2 separate regions of the Oryctolagus cuniculus genome follow, and region 2 is linked to region 1. A link is a contact called in public Hi-C data. All regions are on one chromosome and are shown on one strand. The core of a region is the stretch at or near the end of the contact, and the rest is flanking DNA. Distances in the headings are between cores, read along the strand shown.

Region 1 (5,855 bases), core at 1,172-3,671:
TACTGCCCTCTTAGGGCCAAAGGTCACACTGGCTAGCAATAGTATGTGCCCCTTTATGGGAGTTACTAGGAGGAATAGTGGTTTGAGGAGCAGTTGGAACAGTTCGTGGGAACAGACACAACGTGTGGCAGGTGGCCCTTAGGATTGTTTAGTCAATGCTGCCACCTGGTGGACATCTGGGGTAAGGTTCCCTGGAGCCTAGGGCCGATAGTGGCGACCTATTCAGGGGAGGAAGGCGCGTGGGGAGCCTTGTGAATGGAAGGGTGTTGTGTATGCGGTGTTAGAGGCCCACGTGCTACCGGACTGCGGTTCTGTTGGCACCCGGAAGGCTTTGCCTTAGAGCAGGCACAGCCGGCACCCCAGGACATGAGAAAGGCGCGGAGGGCGAGGAGAAAGCAGCTGGACTGGCCCAGTGCCTGCCTCCCCTCCCCCTCCCTCCCGAGCCAAGAGCTCCAGGGAAGGTGGAGGGAGAGAGAAGGTCACTGCTGACGTCAGCGACGTGCAGGTAGCAGGCAAACATAAGCTGACCTACATTTTTTCCTCCTCTACCAGCTCCTCCTCCTGGCTGGGGTGGCCTTTTCTGGCTTGGCTGAGCGCAGCTCTCACAGTCCGCAATACCCCTCCTCCCCCGGACCTCACCCACTTCCCAGCTCCCAAAGTGCTGCTCCAGCCTCGCCCCCGCCCAGGACAGCACTGGAGTGCAAGGGACAGGCAACAGGGAGGCAAGGAGGCCAAAGGGCACCGTGTGCCCGTGTGACCGCCCCTGACTCACGCCCAAGACCCAGGAATGTCTTCTCTCTTCAGGACAGGTGGGAGATGGGAGGGGACTGCGCAGGCCCCGGAGCTCCCTGGGTGTTGGCGTTACGACAGAGCTTCTGCTAGGGTGACTCAGTGACGGCCAGGCTCCGTGCGGGGGCAGCAACCTTGTGGCCCAGGGACCCCACTAGGGCCCCGACTGCTGTAGTGGCATCTCTTGGGGATGGAGCCCAGGACTGTGCAGGTTTCACTCGCTCTGCTGGATTCCCTGTGTGTTCTGATGGCTTTCAAGTGTGAGAGGCACCCACCAGGGGAGAGATCCGGCTAGCGACAAATTGGCATTTTATTAGCAAAAATAAATACACGCCGGCAGGTGGAGTGGAATGAGGGCCACGGACGCGGTGCGGATCCCTGGAGGACGCGGTGGCGATCCCTGGAGGAAGGCTCCCCGTCCCACCTCTCCTCCCCGTCTACAGGCTGAGATGGGTTGGCGCCAGTGAGGACCCTGGACCTAGCCCCCCACCCAAGGGGGGCAGCAGGACGATAAGGGGCGTCTCGCACTCCCCCAGCAGCACGTCCCTGCGGAGCCCCGCGCCCCTGTCCAGCACCTTGGCCCTCAGGGTGCGGGCGGCCAGGTCTGGCGGACCCAGCCCGTCGAAGAAGAAGTCCTCGTTGAAGATGGGGTTGACGCTGCACTTGACCACGCGGCTCCGCTGGGCCCGCGGCCGGACGCGGGGCCGCAGCCGCAGCACCACGCAGCAGCCGCCGCCGCCGCTGCCGGGGCCGGGCCGCGGCCGGGGCAGGCCCTCGGCGCTGACCAGGCGCAGGCGCAGCCGCGCGGGCCCGGCCTGGTACTCGGCGGAGAGGCGCAGCTGGCCGCCGCGCGGCTCCAGGCGCAGCACGCTCTCCTTGGTGGGCCGCAGCTGGCAGCACAGGAAGTCCAGGTGGAAGAGCGGCGGCGTGGGCGGCCCCGCGCGGCGCGGCGCGTACGGGCTGGTGTCCGCTGAGCTGGCCCCGGGGGACAGCGAGGGCTGCCGGTGCCGGCCGGGGCCGGGCCTCGGGGAGCCGAAGGGCGATGAGTCGGGCGACGAGGCCGTGTCGCTGTCTGGGGCCCGGCAGAGGCGCAGGTCCGGGGCGGACACGTGCAGCCGGGCCAGAGCCGGGGACAGCCCCGTAGCTGGCGCGGGCCCCGGCGAGTGGAACAGCGACTCGCGCCGTCGCGTGTGCGGGCTCTCGGGCAGGAAGGCCAGGCCTTCGCGGCCCGCCAGGTGCGGCAGCGAGCAGGCGGCGGGGAGGCCGCGGACGCACACGTCGCGCCCGGCATGGGGCTCGGCGCCGCCTGGGTCCGGAAGCCGAGGCGGGATGCAGAACTGCGGGATGCGATCCGGCGTGAGGACGTTGGGGCAGGCGCGCATCGCGGGCGCTGGGCTGCGGCGCTTAGGGAACAGGCTGGAGGGCGCCCAGCGGGCCCGCGGCTCTGCGGTGCCCACTCTGTAGCCCGCCTTCTCCAAGAGCCACATGCCGGGGGTGGGGCCGCAGAGGGCGCTGAGGTGGGTAACGAGCCTCCGCGGCGCCCGGAGGGTCCGAATCCGGCGAGTCGGCCGCGAGGGCGGCGCGGAGCTGCGCTGGGCAAGGAGAGGAAAGAGGCCGCCGGTGGGCGATGCTGCGGGCACACCCAGGCTTTTGTCCGCACACCCCCGCGGGCTGTGCGGCCCAGGAAAAAGAAAGGGCGGCGAAGTCCAGGGGACGGGGGTGAGGGGAGTGACGGGGACCCACGACCGGTCAGTCACTCGCGTTCACAGACGCCCCCACTGGCACCCCCAGGGCCAGAGGGGCGGGCACACCCACTAAAGCCCTCGGGCACGGCTCGTAGAGTCAAGAACCAGAGTTCTGTGGTCACCACCGCGGTTGCTGACCCCGCGGGCACACACGCTCCCCTCGAAGGGACACAGCCCCGGGCGGGCTCAGCGCCCCTCCCCCGCCCACACTGCGGACGCGGGCTCCTCTCCTGACCACTCCCTCCGCTGCCCGGCTTCTGTGGGCGGCCTCGCTCCACCTGCCACCTCTGGCTCCTCCCTCCGGCCACAAGGGGACTCAGATCTGCCCCTGGCCGGCAGAGCACACACCTGGCTGCTGACCGGAGGACACCCAGGGCCAGTTCAAGGGGACGCACCCTTCGGGGACACGGATCCCACCCCTCAAGGCCCTCTGTAGCGGTGAGCGTCCCGCCGCCCAGCCTCCTAGCTCTGCCGCATCCCGCGTCTGTAGGGCGGAGCCGGGCCGCCCCTCCCACCGTCCACTTCTTTTTTCCCCTAGGAAACCACCGGGCACAAAGGCGGCATTGATTCCCTGCCACCCCAGAGCCCGCTGCGGAAGGCTCCGCCGCGCCGTGCTCACCGCCCCCCTGCGCCGGGCCACCAGGAGTGCGACTGTTCCGTTGATCTGGCTGGGTGCTCCGGCCCACGCCCGGCCCAGTCCTGTGCCCGGAGTGCAGGCCTTACCTGTGGGCGGCTGCTGGGGCCTGGCCTCTGGCCCGGAGGCGCTCGGAGCCCTAGGGGAGCAGCTTCCTCTCCAGCTTGCTCCCCCAGCCCTGTCCTGGGAGGAGCTGGCAGGGGCCTCTGCTGCCTACGTCTGACTTCTTTTCCTGGATAAACACAGCTCTGTCTCTCCAACCATCAGTCTGGCCTTCTAGACTCTTCCTCCAGTCAGAGCCAGATTGCTAGCTGCAAGCCTGCTAGAACTGGACCTGGCCTGCTTGCGGGTTGAGGAGGGCTACTGGGAAGAGGCAGTGGCCACCATCCCTCTGAGCTGCCTGGGGGCCACCCAGCCCCGCCAGGTGAAGCCCATAGCTGTGGCCGCACTGAGCTCATCTCTTACAGAAGTCCCCGTTTTGGGCTCCTGCCCCTGTCGCCCTGCTCTGGAACCATCCCAGTAGCTCCCAGGCAGAGCGACTTGCAGTGACCAGCTCTCTGAATGATACTGGTCCAGGGAAAAAGTGGCCAGGCTCAGGATTTCTGGACATGGAGACGCCCACAGCAGAGCCAGTTCCAGCACGCTCAGGCTGGCCGGCCTGTGCTCTCCATCCCTGGCAGATCCTGGGAAAGCTCTGGCCACCACTGACAAGAAGAGGCCAGCAGCTGCACCCCGGGCTCACCCACCATCCTGCAGTCTCTCCGAAGACTGCAGCAAGCTCATTCCCTCCTTAAGACTGTGGCGAGGGGTGGCGCTGTGGCGCAGTGGGTTAACGCCCTGGCCTGAAGTGCCAGCATCCCATAGGGGCGCCGGTTCTAGTCCCGGCTGCTCCTCTTCCGATCCAGCTCTCTGCTGTGGCCTGGGAAAGCAGGAGAAGATGGCCCAAGTTCTTGGGCCCCTGCACCCGTGTGGGAAACCCGGAAGAAGCTCCTGGCTCCTGGCTTCAGATTGGCACAGCTCCGGCCATGCGGCCAATTGGGGAGTGAACCATCGGATGAAAGACCTCTCTCTCTCTCTCTGCCTCTCCTCTCTCTGTGTAACTCAGACTTTCAAATAAATAAATAAATAAATCTTAAAAAAAAAAAAAAAGACTGTGGCGAAGGCTGCTTCCTGTCCTTGTCCACTTTGCAGGCTCTTCCCCGTCCTGCTCCAGGAAGCCCTCCCATGTGAACTGGGGGCTGCACACCTCAGCACCCCGCACTTCCCCTTGCAGCCTTGGTCACAGGTTTTTTCCCCTCTCCATGTGGTTATTTAGCTTCTGCCTCCCTCACTAGGGGATCGTGAGGACAGTGCTTAGCATTCAGCCGGGATCTGGTGAGTGTATTAATGACGCCAAGGAAGATTCTACCTGAGTTGGCTTGTTCACCCATTCATTGTCTGCCTAACGTGCATCGGGTCCTGTGCTAGGTGTTGCGGTTCATTGACTGGGGAGCTGTCCAAGGCTAGAAACAGACAATAAACGTTGCCGTAGTTTGGATATTAATTGTGGTGTCCCACACAAAGCCATGTGTTAAGGGCTGGGCCCTGAGGTGGTACTGATAGGAGAGGGCGGAGCTTCAGTTTGATTATTTAGGAGATGACTCCCCCGTGGGAGGTCCTTAGGTCACCGGGGTGTGTCCTGGGGATGGGGCTCTCCTCAGAGTGGGCCCAGCTGCTTGCTCTCCTTGGCTTGCTATGTGATCCTTCCTCTGTCCGTGCTGCGCCCCATCCTCCACCCTCACCAGCCTTGGCACCGGTGGTGCCAGCCTACTCTTGGGCTGTGAGCCTCCAAAACCGTGAGCCGAAGTAAATCTGCCTTCCCAAGTAGCTCCTCTCGGCTGTTTAGTTATAGTGGCAAAAACTGAGTAATACAAACATGAACGTGACAACTACCAGAAGACATCGCCCTGAACACCACCCCCACCAGTTCCCCACACCAGAAACTTGGGAACTACTGCAGTATCCTGTCCTGCCCGGCCCGCCATGCACCACCAGTGGCAAAGTCCTGTACTTCTGTGATTTGCCCTTCCTACGTCTCTCACCTTTACGGCTCTGACCCATGCTCCTGCCTTCAGTCTTGCTGATCCCTTCCTGTCGCCCGAGTCATCTTTTTTAAAAGCAAAACTTTGTGTCACTCGCCAGCCCAAACTCTTTAAAAATTCCCAGTGACCTACAAGATCAAGTTGGAGTCTGCGCTGTGGTGTAGTGGGTAAAGCAGCCGCCTGCAGTGCCAGCATCCTGTTTTGGTACTGGTTCGAGTCCCGGCTGGCCCACCTTTAATCCAGCTCTCTGCTATGGCCTGGTAAAGCAGTAGAGGATGGCCCAAGTCCTTGGGCCACTGCACCAGTGTGGGAGACCCAGAAGAAGCTCCAGCCTGGCCCAGCTCCGGCCATTGAGGCCATTTGGGGAGTGAACCAGCAGATGGAAGACCTTTCTTTCTGTCTATCTCTCTCTGCTTCTACTTCTTGGTAACTCTACCTTTCAACTAAATAGAATCTTAAAAAACAAACAAACAAACAAAAAACCAGATCAAGTTCAAGCTCCATCCACAGCAGGGTTTATGAAGCCCCCTAAGACCTGCACCCCTCCCCCCCCCAATCACATTGCTCCTTCACACCTGTGTGCCTTTGTTGCTACCTTTCCTTCTG
Region 2 (5,855 bases), core at 2,046-4,545, 89 kb before region 1:
ACATGAGTCCTTGGCCAGAGTCTTCGGTGGCTGCACAGCCACCGCCTCTCTTGGTTTGTTTTTAGCATCTCTTGAGACATAATGTACAGAAAAGTGACATATCCCAAGCTGGGTGGACTTCCACGCCTGACTTGTGGGTGGTCCCTTCCGGTGGGGCCCCCCAAAACCAACCCTAGGTCTCCTGACTTCTCCACTGCAGGCTCGTCTTGCCTTTTAACGTAACTGGCAGTCTACAGTATGCACTCGTTTGTGCTTGGCTTCTGTTCAGTATCCGGAAGACCTCACTCCTGTACAGTGTCCCACTGTGTGACTGCAGCACATTCACATACGCATTCCTGCTGTCTTTGGAGTTGAGGACAAGCGTCTGCCCTGGCATTCAAGGCCCTGCCTAACACAGCTTCCTTTGCTCCCTGTTCCTTCCTGCACACGCCCTTGACTCCTGCCAGGCTGCACTTGGATCATCCCACTGACCATTCCTTGCGCGCTCTCATGGATGCTGTGGGTACAAGGGTGGCTGCAAGCCCGTTCTAACCCTCAAGCAAGGCGCAGTTTGTAGAGCCTGTGTGGCTTCCTTCCTGCGGGGCCCCTCAGCCCTTGTCTTGCCTGTGGAAGCCCCTGTGCCTCTGCGTGCCTCGCTGACGCCAGCCGTGCTCTTCTCCTTGGCTGTACCTTCTTTGAGATCAGCCTATATTTTATCTTAAAAAAAATCAATCCCTCATATGTAATGCAGTTTCTTTTTTAAAGATTTTATTTATTTGAGAGGCAGAGTTAACAGAGAGAGGGGGAAGCAGAGAAAGAGAGAGGTCTTCCATCCGATGGTTCACTTCCCAAATGGCTGCAACAGCTGGAGCTGAGCCAATCTGAAGCCAGGAGCCAGGAGCTTCTGGGTCTCCCATGTGGATGCAAGGACCCAAGCACTTGGGCCATCCTCTACTGCTTTTCCAAGGCCATAGCAGAGAGCTGGATCGGAAGCGGGGCAGCTGGGACACAAACCAGCACCCATATGGGATGCTGGTACCACAGGTGGAGGCTTAGCCCACTACCCCACAGAGCTGGCCCCATAAATTAGTTATTTATACATAACTTGTGCTTGATAATTATCAGCTTGAATCAAAGGAGAAGGGGAGCAAAACTTTTTTTTTTTAAGATGTATTTATTTATTTGAAAGAGTTACAGAGAAAAGGAGAGGCAGGAAGAGAGAGAGAGAGAGAGAGGTCTTCCATCCGCTGCTTCACTCCCCAATTGGCTGCAATGGCCGGATCTGTGCCAATTCGAAGCCAGGGGTCAGGAGCTTCTTCTAGGTCTCCCACACGGCTGCAGGGACCCAAGGACTTGGGCCATCTTCTACTGCTTTCCCAGGCCATAGCCAGGATCTGGATTGGAAATGGAGCAGCTGGGACTTGAACGGGTGCCTATATGGGATGCCTTACCTGCTATGCCACAGCGCCAGCTCCAGCAAAAGTTTTATTTTAAAAGATTTTATTTGAGAGGCAAAGTTACAGAGAAAGAGAGAGAGACAGGTCTTCCATTTGCTGGTTCACTCCCCAGATGGTTGCAATGGCTAGAGCTGAGCTGATCCGAAGCCAAGAACCAGGAGCTTCTTCTGGGTCTCCTATGTGGGTGCAGGGGCCCAAGGACTTGGACCATCTTCTACTGCTTTCCCAGGCCATAGCAGAGAGCTGGATCAGAAATGGAGCAGCTGGGATATGAACCGGCGCCCATATGGGATGCTGGTGCCGCAGGTAGAAGCTTAGCCCACTATGCCACAGTGCTGGACCCAAGCAAAATTCTTAAAGGCTGGGGGTAGGGGCTTCCTGGAGGGTCAGCCTTGGCCAAGAGCACAAGAAAGTGGGGCCGTTGGGGTGGGGCAGCCCATAGCCAAGGGACAGAGAGCAGAGACCGCCGCCTTTGCAGGCCCGAGTTCTGGGCCCGCTCTCTGTTTACTGTCTTTATGAACTTGGGCAAATGATTAACCTTCGAAGGTTAGGTTTCTTCATTTGTGAAATGGGGACATTACCTGGACAGCGTTTATGAACATAGTTTATGAACCATAAAGTTCTATGCGGTATAAGAGCATAGTTCGGTTCCCAGGGCTTTGGGACTGCAGGTGTTACCAAGGTGTCTGTCCTCTGTGCCCTTGGAAGCCATCTTTTCTGTCGGCCCAGCCGCCCTCGCGTGGGAATTCCTGCCTGCGCCTCCTCAGGACACCACAGGGTTGTGCGGTCTGTCCCGCTGCGTGTGAGCACCGTGCCCAGGCACGTGCCTCTTCATCTGTGCTTCCCACCCTGGACGTGGTTCTGTGAAAACGCTGCCCCCAGCCTGTTAGTAATGAGGCCAGTGTCCTAGCTTGGTTGCCACTTAGGGCATTTTGCGCCTTGCCTGACATCCCAAGTTGGAGGAACATGGCTGTTGAAAGGGGCTGGGCCATCAGACGTGGGCTGTGTGTTGGCTCCCAAGGTGGCTGTGTCTCGGGCTGATCAGCCACAGGCCTTAACGCCCACTCTCCCTCCTGCCCTGTCCCTGAATGTGTTCCAGGGAAATGTTTTTGAAGAGACCAGACAACATCAGAGAATTTGCGGCAGGTGAGTAAGGCGGCGGCAGTGCCGGGTGGCAGAGAGCCGGCAGTAATATTGGGAATTCAGCCTGAGTGCTGCTTCCCCAGAGGCATCCCCTGGCTCCTCGGGATGAGACAGGACCTGGGTGGAGCTCCCTCCCGGTGAGGGCGAGGAGTTCAGTGTCTGAGGGAGCGCGCTGGCCGCTCCTCGGGATGAGACAGGACCTGGGTGGAGCTCCCTCCCGGTGAGGGCGAGGAGTTCAGTGTCTGAGGGAGCGCGCTGGCCGTCCTCGTCCCGCACACCTCGAAGTGCGTTCTATGCCCTGGTTGTGCACTAGCGGCACCTGGGAGCTTTTTAAAAATGCTGGTGTTCAGGCTCCACCCCCAGAGGTTTCTATTTAATTAGCCTGGGGTGGGACCCAGCATCCACAGTTTTAAAGGCTCCCCAGCTGATTCTAATGGACTCTGGCTGCCCGAGATGGCTTAAGGTCAATGGTATTTAGCAGGAACGGCTGGGCTGGCAGACGTCTCGGGGCCCGCTGTGTCCCCACAGCGCATCCGACTGCATCTCGGTACACGTGTGCTGCCACAGCAGATGCTGCCTCTGATGCACATCCCGCTGGGTGCACAAAGCCCCTCCTGCCAGCATCCTGCGGGAGCCTGGCCCCCTCAGAGAGCGTGTACGCAGAGAAGGCGTGATCGCTCGGAGACGGGAGCTGGCAGGCTGAGGAGACGAGAATAATACTTGGCATTTACTTGGGCCCCAAGAAGGTCTGGAAGCAGAAAGCCCAGAGAATCCCTGAGCTGTGTGACGGCTCCCCATGCGTCAAGCAAGCAGACCGGCCAGCGCTCAGGGTGCAGGGTGCAGCGGGCGGGCAGTGGGCGCCAGCCGGTTGAGCTCTTCTGGAAGGCTCAGAACTACTCAGCTGGGCCAGTGACCACAGGGATTTGCCATGACTGCTCATGTTCTGTCGTCGGGGGCCACCGGCGACCTTGCTGCTAGGACCAAGCCAGCAGCACTTCTAGCAGAGTAGGCTGCCTTCCTCCCAGTCCCCTCCCCTGAGTGAAGATGATTTCTTCTCTTTGATTTCCATCCCAGATTATTTCACGGATCCAAGACTTCCCAACAAGATTCACAGGCAGCTAATTAAAGACAAGAAAGCAGCTTAATTAGCAGAATCGCGATGCTCAGCTGCTGGGCGAGGCCAGCCAGGACCCAGCCTCTGGGTGGGTGTTAACCTCGCTTACAGCCAGAGGCTGCTTTATCCGTCGTCGGCGTAGGAAAGCAAGCGAGTGGCGCAAGTGCGACGTGCGATTTAGTTTTCTTGACTCTATTTTGGGGGATTGGGAGCTGGAGCGAGGCCCAGGGTTGGTCTCGCAGGAATCCTGATGCAGCGATGTGGTGACGAGAGTGGGAACGGGAGCGGTTCAGGGGTAGAGGGGACCAGGATGGGAAAGGGCCCTTTCTCTGTTGGCCCCGTGGGGGGGGGGGGGCAATTTCCCCAGTGGCCTCTTGGATTGGGTGCCATCCTACACCCCTCACCATCAACCCAGCCTGGGCCAGGATTTTCGGGCGGGATGACCCCTGGAAGCATTTTGAAGGCTGGGGTGGTTTGTTTATTCTTTCTTTCCTGCGTTCACTTACCCGTGTGAGCGTGAGGGAAAGGCCACACGGGTTCAGTGGAGCCATTTCTGTTTTACAGGGTCTTCGGGGAGCATGAGAGCCTGTTGCCATCCGCGTGGGTTTCCAAGCTGCCTTGGGCTCTGTCTGCTGTCTGGGAGGCTGTTAAAGATCCTCCTTAAAACCGCCCTTCCTGCGCTCTGTTTTATTCACTGGAAGGAGGAGGACATCGGGCGGGTGTGGGCGGGCTCTCGCCTCACTCTGGCTCCTTAGATGTTTTGTTGGCCGCCAAGGGCCTCCTGCTGTTCCCACACTGGCCCCTCACTCCCGGGGCCAGCAGGGTGCAAAGAACCAGGGTGGGGCTCGGAGAGGAACAGGAGCCAGGGGACCACTCCCTTTGCCTTCTCCAGGGCTACTGCAGGGTGTGAGGTGCTGACTCACTGTCTTCCTTCCTTCCTTCCTTCCTTCCTTCCTTCCTTCCTTCCTTCCTTCCTTCCTTCCTTCCTTCCTTCCTTCCTTCCTTTCTTTCTTTCTTTTTTAAGATTTATTTATTTATTTGAAAGGCAGAGTTACAGAGAGCAGGGGGTTGGGGGGGGGGAGAAAGAGGTTAGTCTTCATCCGCTGGTTCACTCCCCAAATGACCACAATGGCCGGAGCTGCACCAATTCAAAGCCAGGAGCCAAGAGCTTCTTCCGGTCGTCTCCCATGTGGGTGCAAGGGCCCAAGGACTAGGGCCATCTTCTACTGCTTTCCCAGGCCATAGCAGAGAGCTGGATTGGAAGAGGAGCAGCCAGTACTTGAACCGTCACCCACTTGGAATGCTGGCACTGCAGGCGGTGGCTTTTCCTGTTACGCCACCGCGCCGACCCCCACTGTGCTTCCACAGGGGCAGTGATGAGAGACTGGGCTGGAAGGACATCGAAAGATGAGACTTGGAAACCCATTGAGGGTCATGAGTCTGCAAAGCTGAAACGTGACCCGTGCACGACTTGGAGGTGGTAGATTGTGTTCTTGAGGGTGGCAGCCACAAACTGTCCATTTGACTTTTCAGCTGGAAGGCAGGGGCATGGACCAGACCACCCCATGAAGTCCTTCCCAGGCTTGGGAGGCTGAGGGGCGTCGGTGTTTCTGCCCCGGACTCTGGCCTCCACAGTTCACTGGCTCTCCCGAATAAAGCACCTCTCACCTGGGTGTCGGTATCACCATGGCAACAGAAGCACAGAAAAGCAGGGGTTGTATTATTTTTCTTTCCTGTCTGCCTGCCTGGCTCCCAGTAGTGGAGAGGGCAGCAGAACAGGGTATTGGAAGAACTGCTGTACCTACGCCGAATCGGCGAGGGGATAGGGGTGGATGCTTCCGGAATCACTTGCAGCGATGGCACCGACGCCGAGATGCCCGTGTGCAGAAACCAGACAGCGCCTTCAGCAGAAAACACGCATCCTGAGCACCTGGGCTGCGAAGGGTCGGCTGAGGCGCGCGGAGCCTTTCCTGGGAAGAGGCCTGCCACAGTGCAGGGACAGTCATCAGGTACCGCAGAGGACCAGGTGCACTGGCAAGAGCCGGGCTCAGAAGCAGAGCAGGAGGTTTTATTTTTTTAAGATTTATTTATTTGAAAGTTAGAGAGAGGAGGAGACACAGATCTTCCATCCTCTGGTTCACTCTCCACATGGCTGCAACGGC

Evidence for each region. A called contact is a pair of places that touch in the nucleus more often than the background predicts.
Region 2: a Hi-C map of an unstated tissue shows a contact between it and region 1, with 2.4 times the contacts expected there. The contact joins the enhancer-like site here to the promoter of C2CD4D in region 1. A contact is called at or near these places in 2 of 6 Hi-C or Micro-C datasets (ear pinna and an unstated tissue).

The regions. Positions count from the first base shown.
Region 1 is chr7:46,258,731-46,264,585 of mOryCun1.1, reverse strand. C2CD4D (C2 calcium dependent domain containing 4D) reads right to left here and starts at 2,421. Exons shown (of 1, transcript XM_070077709.1): 1 at 1,083-2,421. The coding sequence starts at 2,276. The coding sequence ends at 1,227.
Region 2 is chr7:46,348,276-46,354,130 of mOryCun1.1, reverse strand. It overlaps RIIAD1 (regulatory subunit of type II PKA R-subunit domain containing 1), which reads left to right. Exons shown (of 5, transcript XM_002715548.5): 3 at 2,536-2,582; 4 at 3,654-3,781; 5 at 4,258-4,364. The coding sequence ends at 3,724. Among named protein-coding and RNA genes, the nearest start is that of RIIAD1, 5.7 kb to the left of the region's middle. Within about 2 kb of position 3,295, at least 2 of the 8 cell types and tissues checked have an H3K27ac peak or open chromatin away from gene starts, as enhancers often do.